2 separate regions of the Zea mays genome follow, and region 1 is linked to region 2. Evidence: chromatin contacts called from public Hi-C data. All regions are on one chromosome and are shown on one strand. Each heading gives the region's core, a stretch centred on a gene start, on an enhancer-like site or on the middle of the called end of the contact. The rest is flanking DNA. Distances are from core to core; before and after follow the strand shown. Region 1 holds the start of LOC103643119 (traB domain-containing protein). Region 2 overlaps LOC109943490 (a long non-coding RNA gene).

The links. Hi-C and Micro-C count contacts between places; a contact is called where the count stands out from the background.
Region 1: a Hi-C map of endosperm shows a contact between it and region 2, with 2.9 times the contacts expected there. The contact joins the promoter of LOC103643119 here to the enhancer-like site in region 2. A contact is called at or near these places in 9 of 25 Hi-C or Micro-C datasets (bundle sheath, ear, endosperm and 3 more).

Annotation. Positions count from the first base shown.
Region 1 is chr1:201,720,030-201,724,859 of Zm-B73-REFERENCE-NAM-5.0, reverse strand. LOC103643119 (traB domain-containing protein) reads right to left here and starts at 3,506. Exons shown (of 7, transcript XM_008666274.4): 1 at 3,067-3,506; 2 at 2,847-2,962; 3 at 2,665-2,753; 4 at 2,499-2,573; 5 at 2,129-2,221; 6 at 1,870-1,968; 7 at 1,195-1,764. The coding sequence starts at 3,419. The coding sequence ends at 1,510.
Region 2 is chr1:201,431,316-201,435,809 of Zm-B73-REFERENCE-NAM-5.0, reverse strand. It overlaps LOC109943490 (a long non-coding RNA gene), which reads left to right. Exons shown (of 6, transcript XR_004855452.1): 4 at 1-122; 5 at 491-649; 6 at 1,103-1,961. Among protein-coding and RNA genes, the nearest start is that of LOC109943490, 7.8 kb to the left of the region's middle. Within about 2 kb of position 1,664, at least 13 of the 20 cell types and tissues checked have an H3K27ac peak or open chromatin away from gene starts, as enhancers often do. A contact at or near this core is called in ear, endosperm and tassel, where this site is marked.

The DNA of each region.
Region 1 (4,830 bases), core at 2,257-4,756, 290 kb before region 2:
ATGCACGAGGCTCCACTCGCCTTTGTAGTCACCTTTTGGCGTCGGGGTCGTCCGTACTCATGTTCAAACGGGCAGTCCAGCCCGGCTTGGTTTTGGGCTCAGTCCATCAGGCATTATTAGAAAATCAGACCGAGCCTGACAGGCTCGCGAGCTTGTTCTTTGAACGGCCCGGCATGCTACAACCTTAAACGAGCCGCATCGGCCCGTAAGCACGGCAAAAGAAGGATTCAATGGATCGAAAAGCACGGTTTAGTAAAAAAAAACCGGACCATGCGTTCAACGGACCGTGCCGAACCAGCACATCGAGCTCGTACTAGCTAAAAAAACGTGCTTCAGGTCGGACTCCGGACTTCAAACTTGCTGGACATCTATAGTCGTCCTTCGACACGTGCTGCCGCACGTTTCGACAGACTGCTGGAAGGCTAGGGTTGTTGAAATAAATCTTGTATACTAGTACCAAGCCAGCTTCATGGATTCAAGGACGGGTAACGACTCATGGTTTTTTTGCTCAATTATTAGGACTAGTTTGAGAACCTCATTTTTTCATGGGATTTTCATTTTCTAAAAAAAATAGTTTATTTTTCTTTGGAAAAATAGGAATCCCTTGGTAAAATTAAGTTTTCAAATTAGCCCTCAGAAGGGTAATATATGATTTTTTTTTTCTCGGCCAGGAGATTGCGAATTTGCAGTATGCATGGCTACATTTCTGCATATTGAGCTATTTCACTGTTCTGAATACTGACGCAAGAAGATCAGACACGAGCCAAATTGAGTCCACTAAAAAGAGAAGGCATGAAGTGGCCTTGATTAGCATATCTTAGACACGGTAAATTTACGTGGGCCTCGTAGGCCTTTCTGTTTTCGGCCTTCTCTTTCTCTGCTTCCATAATGTGAGCATGCCATCTTTTGGCTTGAAAAGCAAAATGAAATTGCACTTGCACTTTCCTCTCCAAAAGAAGTACGCTGAACCACACACCACACAATGATCAGCTCGCGAGCACTTGACTGATATTGGCACCATGGAAATAGCCTAGGTGCTTTGCAACTTCCTTTTTTCCCAGGGGATACAGGACCGGGACAAGGGAAAGCTAAATAATCTGTCGTCCTCATTCAGGTTTCAGAGGAAATTCTATCACAGTTTTCTCAAAATCTATTGCTTTTCGCCCGGCATATATATACAAATATAAAGTGTGCTACACATAATGCATCTTTTTTTTTTGCTTTACCCAAATATGAAATGGCAAAAAAGTAGAAAAATACAGGTAGTGTTTTGTTGTCCAATGTAGATGTATTCAGAAGATAAAACAGCAGTTGACAGTTCATGTACAGGTACTTTAATCAAGTAATCAACCTTGTGAAGAACAGGGACAGTATCAAGTTCATGTACAGGCACTTCGAACAAGTTTTAGATTTCCGCTGGTATCGGATTTCAGTTCCACTGTTTCAGCTTGTAAGAAGTTGAGAACAGTACCGAGTTTGTGTGCCTTGTGGAAGTCTGAACCATCTACTCTACAGCACAGCCTGCAGCTGTTCATACAGAGCCCAAAGGACCAGACCAATTACAGTGTCCCTTACCAGGCCCTTGACGAGTGAGCTGACCCATGTATCAGATGATGCTCTACCAACAAGGTCTCGGAACCTCAGATCCCCCTGGTCAGAGATCAGCGCGTACACGATGCCATTGATGTGCCCCTTCCCTACAACTCCGACGACAGTTCTGCTCTTGTTCACAGCCTTGCTCCTCTTCAGCGACCATGCGAGGAACTGCAATAAAGCATCCAGCGAGTTCAACTGAGTCACTAGAAACATTGGAGATTGAAGTATCGTCCAGAGCCTGATGTAGGTAACTGTTCGGAACCATGCTCGTACCATGTCGCGCTCATGTATGAGAGGCTGCAACAGTGCAGGGTAAGATGTGCTCAGTTTCTCGTACAACTCGTATGGGCTGACGGCGGCTTTCTCATCCTGCTACAATGGTAATCGAACAAGGATGTCAGCAGACAACGGCAGTAAAAAATGGTTTCTCCGGCATTTGGTTCATGATACATCCTTGTACTAAAAAGACCTGTCAGCATTTTCTTTCGGGCAATTACAACTGAGGACTGACAAAATGAATACAGGTACTCACCGGCGTGTGAGTCTTAGAAGTAATTCCGCGGAACAGTGAGATTAGTAGCTTTGCCTTTTGATCCCATGTAAGGGATTTCCATGCTCGTTCAAGCTGAATGAACAATCTGACATGAGCTTCAGCTATTTTATCAGTTGTACTCCCCATTTCCAATTATAAGATATTTTGTTTTTCTAGACTCGTAGCTTTTGCTATGTATTTAGATACACAGTATGTCTAGATAGATAATAAAAGTAACGTATCTAGAAAAGTCAAAATGCCATATGATTTGGAACGGAGGGAGTAGAGTACTTTACAGAGTTAGCAATGCAAGTTCAGTGCACAAATCTGCAATTGAAGAAAACCATTGTGTAGATAATAAGCCACATACAGTTATTTCAATGGGGCGATCCCCAAGAACAAGCTGAGCTCCAATATCTTCAGACACCCTCCTAGCTGCCCGGAACTACCAAAATACAGTATACGGTAGTAGAATTCAGTTGCTAAGTTATCACAATGTCTGAAGAAAACTTACGTGTCAGGTTATTAGCAAATACCTCTTCTCCAAACGGCCGGTTCGCACTGGAAGCAATTTTAGACGAAAAAACAGCGAGGAGCAGACGCAGAGCAAGAGCGCTCTGCCCACCTGTGCCAGCCCAAAGAAACCAACAAGATCAGCAGGTCTCCGTGAGTTCTGATGGGAAATGGTAAACACGAGGCAAGGGTCGGTTGCTCTCACCCAGGTTGATGCTTCTACTGACTGCGCCGAAGAACTTGGAGCCACCGAGAGAGAACATGTTGGACTTCAAAAGCGGCTCGTCGGAAGAATCACTGGACGCGTACATGATTCCAGCTCTGAAGTGAGGGCTCTGCAACGGCGTCAGTTAGCCCCGCCCCCGGAAGAAGATCGACGACACTTCTTTAAGCGGCTTAAAGTTTAAGGGAAGGCGTGGCCTTGCCTGCTCCGGCAGAGCTCGACGACGACATTGTCGGGTTGGACGGCGCGGAGGACGCGCTCCACGTCGGCGACGGAGTCCCGGGAGAGGTGCGAGGTGCCGAGGATCCACACATCCTCAGGCTCCACGAAGTCTGGCGGGCGCCACGCCGGGACCGGGCCGAACCGCCGCCGCGGGACGCGCACGAGCGCACCGGACTCGATCAGCCCCGCCAGCGCAGGGTTCCCTGCGGCGGCGGCGCGCGTGTCGGCGAGCACGGCCGCCCGGTAGTCGAAACACGGCGGCGGCGGCCGCAACGACGCCGCCGCGGCGGATGGGGTGGGCCCCGCTGCCATACTGGCGGGTCGGCTGCGCATCTGGTTGCTGGGTGGTGCTGGCGCGGCCGCGCGCCGCGGGGAGGATATGAATGGGATATGGAACCGCGATCGGCGGCAGTCACGCTCGCGTGCGGTGATTCTTTCTGCTAATTCCATTGATATGGGCCGTACATACATGGGCCGTGTGTTGCAAAACTTTTTGCATACATGGTAATTCCGGAAGAAGACCTTTTTGCATGTGAGTTCTATTGTATTAACAGGAAAGGGTTGTGTGTCTACTTGCATCTCCTGAAAAGCCAATCGACCCTCATTTATGGCCGATTGTATCTGTCGACGAAAAACATTACAATCATTGGTGGCATGAGAAAAGGAATTATGCCACTTACAATAAGCACGCCTCTTTAATTCATCAGGAGGAGGAATAGTATGAGTTAATTTAATGTTGTCGTTTTTCAGTAACTCGTCAAATATTTTATCGCATTTGGCAACATTAAAAGTAAACTTAACTTCCTCTTGTCGATTCTTTCGAATTGACTGTAAAGCAGAACACGCTGAAGGTTTAGCCTGTCCTGGCCAAACCAGTTCGGCGGTGTATACATCCGTGGATTCATCGTCCGAATTATCGTATCCCACTAAATGCATCTTATGGCTAGCCGATTTTGATGTTTCCTTACTTCGGCTTTCACAGGTCATAGCCCGCTGGTGTAAGTGCACTAATGAAAAGAATTGGGCGCCGTCTAATTTTTCTTTTAAGTAGGATCGCAACCCATTGAAAGCTAGCCCTGTCAGTTGTTTTTCTGCGACATGAATCTGAAAGCATCGGTTTCTAGTGTCCCGGAATCTCCGGATATAGTCATTAACTGATTCTTCAGACCCCTGTCGGACTGAAGCTAAGTCAGCCAATTCTAACTCATGTTCTCCTGAGAAGAAGTGTTCATGAAATTTCTGCTCTAATTCTTCCCAAGAGTTAATAGAGTTTGGTGGCAAAGCTGCGTACCATGCAAATGCAGTATCAGTAAGGGACAACGAGAATAAACGAACGCGGTAGGCTTCCCCATCAGCCAATTCTCCCAAGTGTGCTATGAATTGGCTTATATGTTCGTGTGTGCTTTTCCCACTTTCACCAGAAAACTTAGAGAAGTCTGGTATTCTAGTTCCCTGTGGGTATGGCACGGTGTCGAATCGGTGGCTATAAGGCTTCCGATACGATTGCCCTGTACCTGACACACTAACACCGAGTTTGTCCCTGAACATCCCGGCTACCTCGTCTCTGACCCTCTCTGCCATGTCTGGCGACCATCCATTAAGTTTGTGGGTGGAGATTTCAGGTTGCCTGACATTACTCTGTCGGCTTTCCTCCCAGGTATGTTTGAGGTGTGTGTTAGGTGTCCTATTAATGTCACCAGCTCCTGCCATATACCCCTCAGGCTCTCTTGTGGCCGAATAGTAT
Region 2 (4,494 bases), core at 415-2,914:
GTGGCTCTTTTCTTTTGCCCTCCAGATATTCCTCTCCTCATCTCGTCTCCTACTAGGGTATCAGCACACTCAGACAGGCCAAGTATCTGCATACAATCAACTGTTACTATTGTATCATCAAGGTATACAGCAAATCAAACAAGTAACTAAATTACCTTGATAATGTAGTTTGTTGTGAGGTTGCTTCCTTCTCCAAAGGTGGTGGCCTGAGAGACGAGCTATTTGAGTAACCAAACAAAACATAATCCGGTCTTTCAAAAATCTTAGTAAAGAAGAGCTACCTTAATGAACGAATCAAGATCTTGGTCCACTTTATTGATGACACCCTTTTTTCTTCTTATTGCTTCTCCTAGCATCTCTGGATTTGTCATTCCGTACAAACAGGAAATTTGTGTCAGTATAGTTGCCATGGAAAATTTGATTTATCTGGAGTATCATGTAGATACTTTCTTCTTGAGTTTTAACGTGTTTGCCTTGTCATAAATTGCAGCACATTCCAATGACCTTCAAAATGGAAAGCTCACTATATGCAAGAGTATGTCTTACCGAATTCGTTATTGGTTCCGAACATCTTAGAAGAGAAGTTGATTGTCTCCCTCACTGTCATCTCAGCATGATGGAGATCATACTGGCTAACATAAGCACGCAGGTACTGCGGTGTTGAGTGATTCATTTCTTCTCCATTGTACATGACTTTTCCCTTGAACTGTTCACAGTCATTGGCAACATATATTTATGTTAGTTGATGCTTCACAGTATTGTCTGTTTTTTTTTGCCTCTTTTTATGTTGACAAATACTTTGGTTAGCATGAAAGCAACTCAGTGTACCTTCAAAGAAGAATCCAGTTTTCCTGCCAACGCTTTTAGAAGAGTCGTCTTGCCTGATCCAGGCGCTCCCAGAAGGAGCGTCATCCTGACAGAATGGGATATAAAATTCAGTATATATCTTAACGAATTACTCCCTTCGTCCTGAAATATGAGGGACCTAAGTTTATCCTAAGTCAAACTGTTGGCTAATAACAGACTATAAAATTCATACGCATGCATTTTTATTAACTTTTCCGCTAAATCTGATCAAGCGCTTATGTTTGACATACAACAGGATGCTGGGATCCAAGTCTGTGCGCATGAGGAGACATGTACCTTGACGGCCGGATGACCCCGCTTACTTCGTTTATGATTCTCATAGGTCTTTTCCTGGTAACACACATATGGACAGACGTCGCTAATTCCTGAAAGCAAAATAAACTCATCATCAGAAATCTCTCTCTCTCTCTCTCTCTTTTTCCCCGAATATGACCTACCAACTTTGCATTGTAAAACAAACACATGCATGCCATACACTTGTATTTTAGCTCTCGCTAAAGCACGCAGCAGCGTAACCGTAACGAGGCGCGGTATCCTTTCGATTCTGGACTGAACTCCATGTGTTCAATTCGAACTGGCCTAAGGTTGTCTGCAGATTTACAAACCCGCTTACAGTCGTGATTTTGTAATTTTTATTTATGTTTTTCTTACAGCATAGAACCTGCTGATGCATCAATGTCCCACTATCTATTTGGGCACAAGATGAGCCTCATTAATCATGAGGAATCTAGCAGACGTGTTGGGTTCTCTTGGTTCACTCCCAGCGCGCAGGGGGACGCCAAGAAGCACTACTGATGATGCGGCAGGCTGGGGGATCGGACAGGCCCACATTAAAGGCGGTCTCGTCAACGTCATGGTCTGCGCTGCTTCCTACCACGAGTAAATGAGGAACTCGAAGCTTGGCAAGACTGAGGAGAGAGAGAAGAAAAGCAGGCTATACTGCTATAGCCAGTTTAGTCACAAGTTGATCATAAATTAATAATAGAAAGCTAACTACAAAGATCCGCCAGCAATCCACTATACATTACTCTAATTGCTTCTTTCAACGTCCTAAATCTCAGGAAATACTATAAGATCCATGCATAGTGCCATAACTCTGAATGATGCAAGTGTTGTTTTAATATGGTCCAACGTACGTCGTACTAGTATTTGTTGTTTCAAACTTGCAGAATTTGATCTTTTTTTTATCGACAGTAGTAGATGGAACCAACCATGCTCTGCTAACTACTTCCTCTGTTTATTTGGAAAGAACATATATCTGACTTTTAGAGTGGTTAAACTTTTCTAATATACTGATATTAGGATGCGTAATAAGTAGATTAATCTATAATGGAATATGTTTTTTTAAAAACAAACATGTTTCGAACTATAAATATTGATATTATCAAATCTAGCCAGTTTTAAAAAGTTTAACCGGTGTACAAGCGCGGCTGCTAGCGAGATCGATACACGTTTCTCCTTGCACGGAGCTCCGGTGTAACCTAAAAACGCTACACGGACGGACGGACGTATTTATTGCGTGCACCTGTTGCTGCAGCTTGGATCGTTCGCAAGCACCTCAACGGAAAACGGATCAGAGCAAAGGTGTTTAGGATGGGAGGACAATCCATTCGACGTGTCTCACCAAATCCACAGCCCTTTTAATTTCTATCTTTCCGACGAACGAAATTATACGAAATCATATATGTAAAAAATAGGCAGATAGAAGTCGATCTTTTCGGGAAAAAAAGAAAAAAGAAAACTCCTTGCAGCTTGCAGCAGCAATGCTAATGCTATATGCATGCACCATCCATAGGAGGAAGGAGGAGAGACAAAGCCACAAAGAAAACCAAGGAAGGAATCAATGCGACGAACGGAACAGCTACTACTAGTGCATCGCGGCTGCGGCGGCGTACGTAGATGAAACACGACGACGACGACGGCGGCGGGGTCCGTCGTGTCGTTATTACCTGGGCGGCGTTGACGGCGGAGTTGAGCAGCGTCGGGACGGCGCGGCTGCCGACGCGGACGTCCGCCTCCACGGCGAGCCTCTCGAACCGCACCTCCACCTTGTGCGCCTCCACGCCCAGCCTGCGCTCCGACCATGCCAGCCAGTTCATCAGGGCCGGACTTTGCAACTCATATCTAGAATAATATGATAATAACAGATTGATCGATGCATGCAGCATGCATGTTACTATAGTTCATCTGTTGGCGCAATATATCACCTCTCTTTCTTCTCGCGAAGCATCCGGAGGAAGCCGCGGTTGTCGTCGTGGGTGAGCGGCGGCGGCTTCGTCGCGGCCGGCGCCGTCGTCGTGCCCACATCGTACCAGTCCTCGTCCTCGAGGCCGCCGACGCCGGCGAGCTCCATATCACCAGCGGACTATAGAAGCTAATTAACAGATCGAAACTATCTATCTACCTCTGCTGCAGGTACGTACGTCACGACGGCCGGGACGATGGCTCGCTATATATATACACACTAAGGCAATTTGGTACGGACTCCGGTTTCTAAATATTATTATATGCATATTTAAATTATTTATCCCTATTAAGTTCAAAGGAATGTGTAATCCGAAGGTAGGCGCTAGATGTTCGGAACGGGGAGTCGTGTGTTCGAATTTCAGTTGTGCAATATATTTTGCGCCCTGATGTGGAGAGTGCGCTGTGGGGGCGGGCGGCCGGGCTGGCGCTGGGCCCACAGGGCAGCGGACGCAGCTAGGCGCCGGCCGGTTGTTATTTTTGAAATTACATATATTGTTCTGCACATGTATGTATTTGTAAAGCTAACTCATGTACATAAATTATCTCTTTTGCGAGTAGAATACGACTTAAAACTTATGTTGAAGATGAAATATTATTTCCTGGCGAACTCTGGACAAAAACTAAGGATTTGGTATATGAAAGACGGTCATCATCCCAATATAATAGAGGGCTCCAGAGAACACTCTAAAAGGGGAGCATGTAGTCAACCACAAAAAAAATCTAGCAGTGGGCCTAGCTTCGTACCACGATCAATTCTGCTGCGCTGACAGCTAGGCGTGGGACACACATGGCATCAGACATAGCAATCACGGGCGGAGACGACGCACGGTGGAATTCTTCCGCCTACTTAAATATAGTAGAGATATATATATATCTTCTCGATGTGCTTGTGCGTTCTAATCGCGTCGATATTTGTCTGATACTCACGTTCACATATATCAGTGTTCGATTAGTAAAGGATTAGAAGTTTTAAGACAAGACAAGCGGAGTCTTAGTTTCCAACTGCCAATTTGAGTGGGAGTTGTGCCCCCGCTGAGCTAAACGTGGGTTTTTTGCCCACTCATAACTAGGTTATTTCATGGTTATTAGGATGGTCGGTGGATGTGTTGTTGAAGATAGGCCTAGTTTTTGGGCTGCCACGGGCCCCTGGCAGCCGCGCCATCTCGCTGGGCATCGCAACCACCTTATTCCGTGTGTGTGCCACTTTCCCGCACCACACACACCTGCATCCCATGCTTTTCGTGTGTGTGCCGCTTTCCCGCACACACACCCGCCTGCACTATCATGAGATGAGAGATGGTTGCTGATAATAAGGCTATTCTCAGAGGTGGTTTCATGCAAATTTAATAGTGTGCCACATCAGATTTATTGGTGATATAT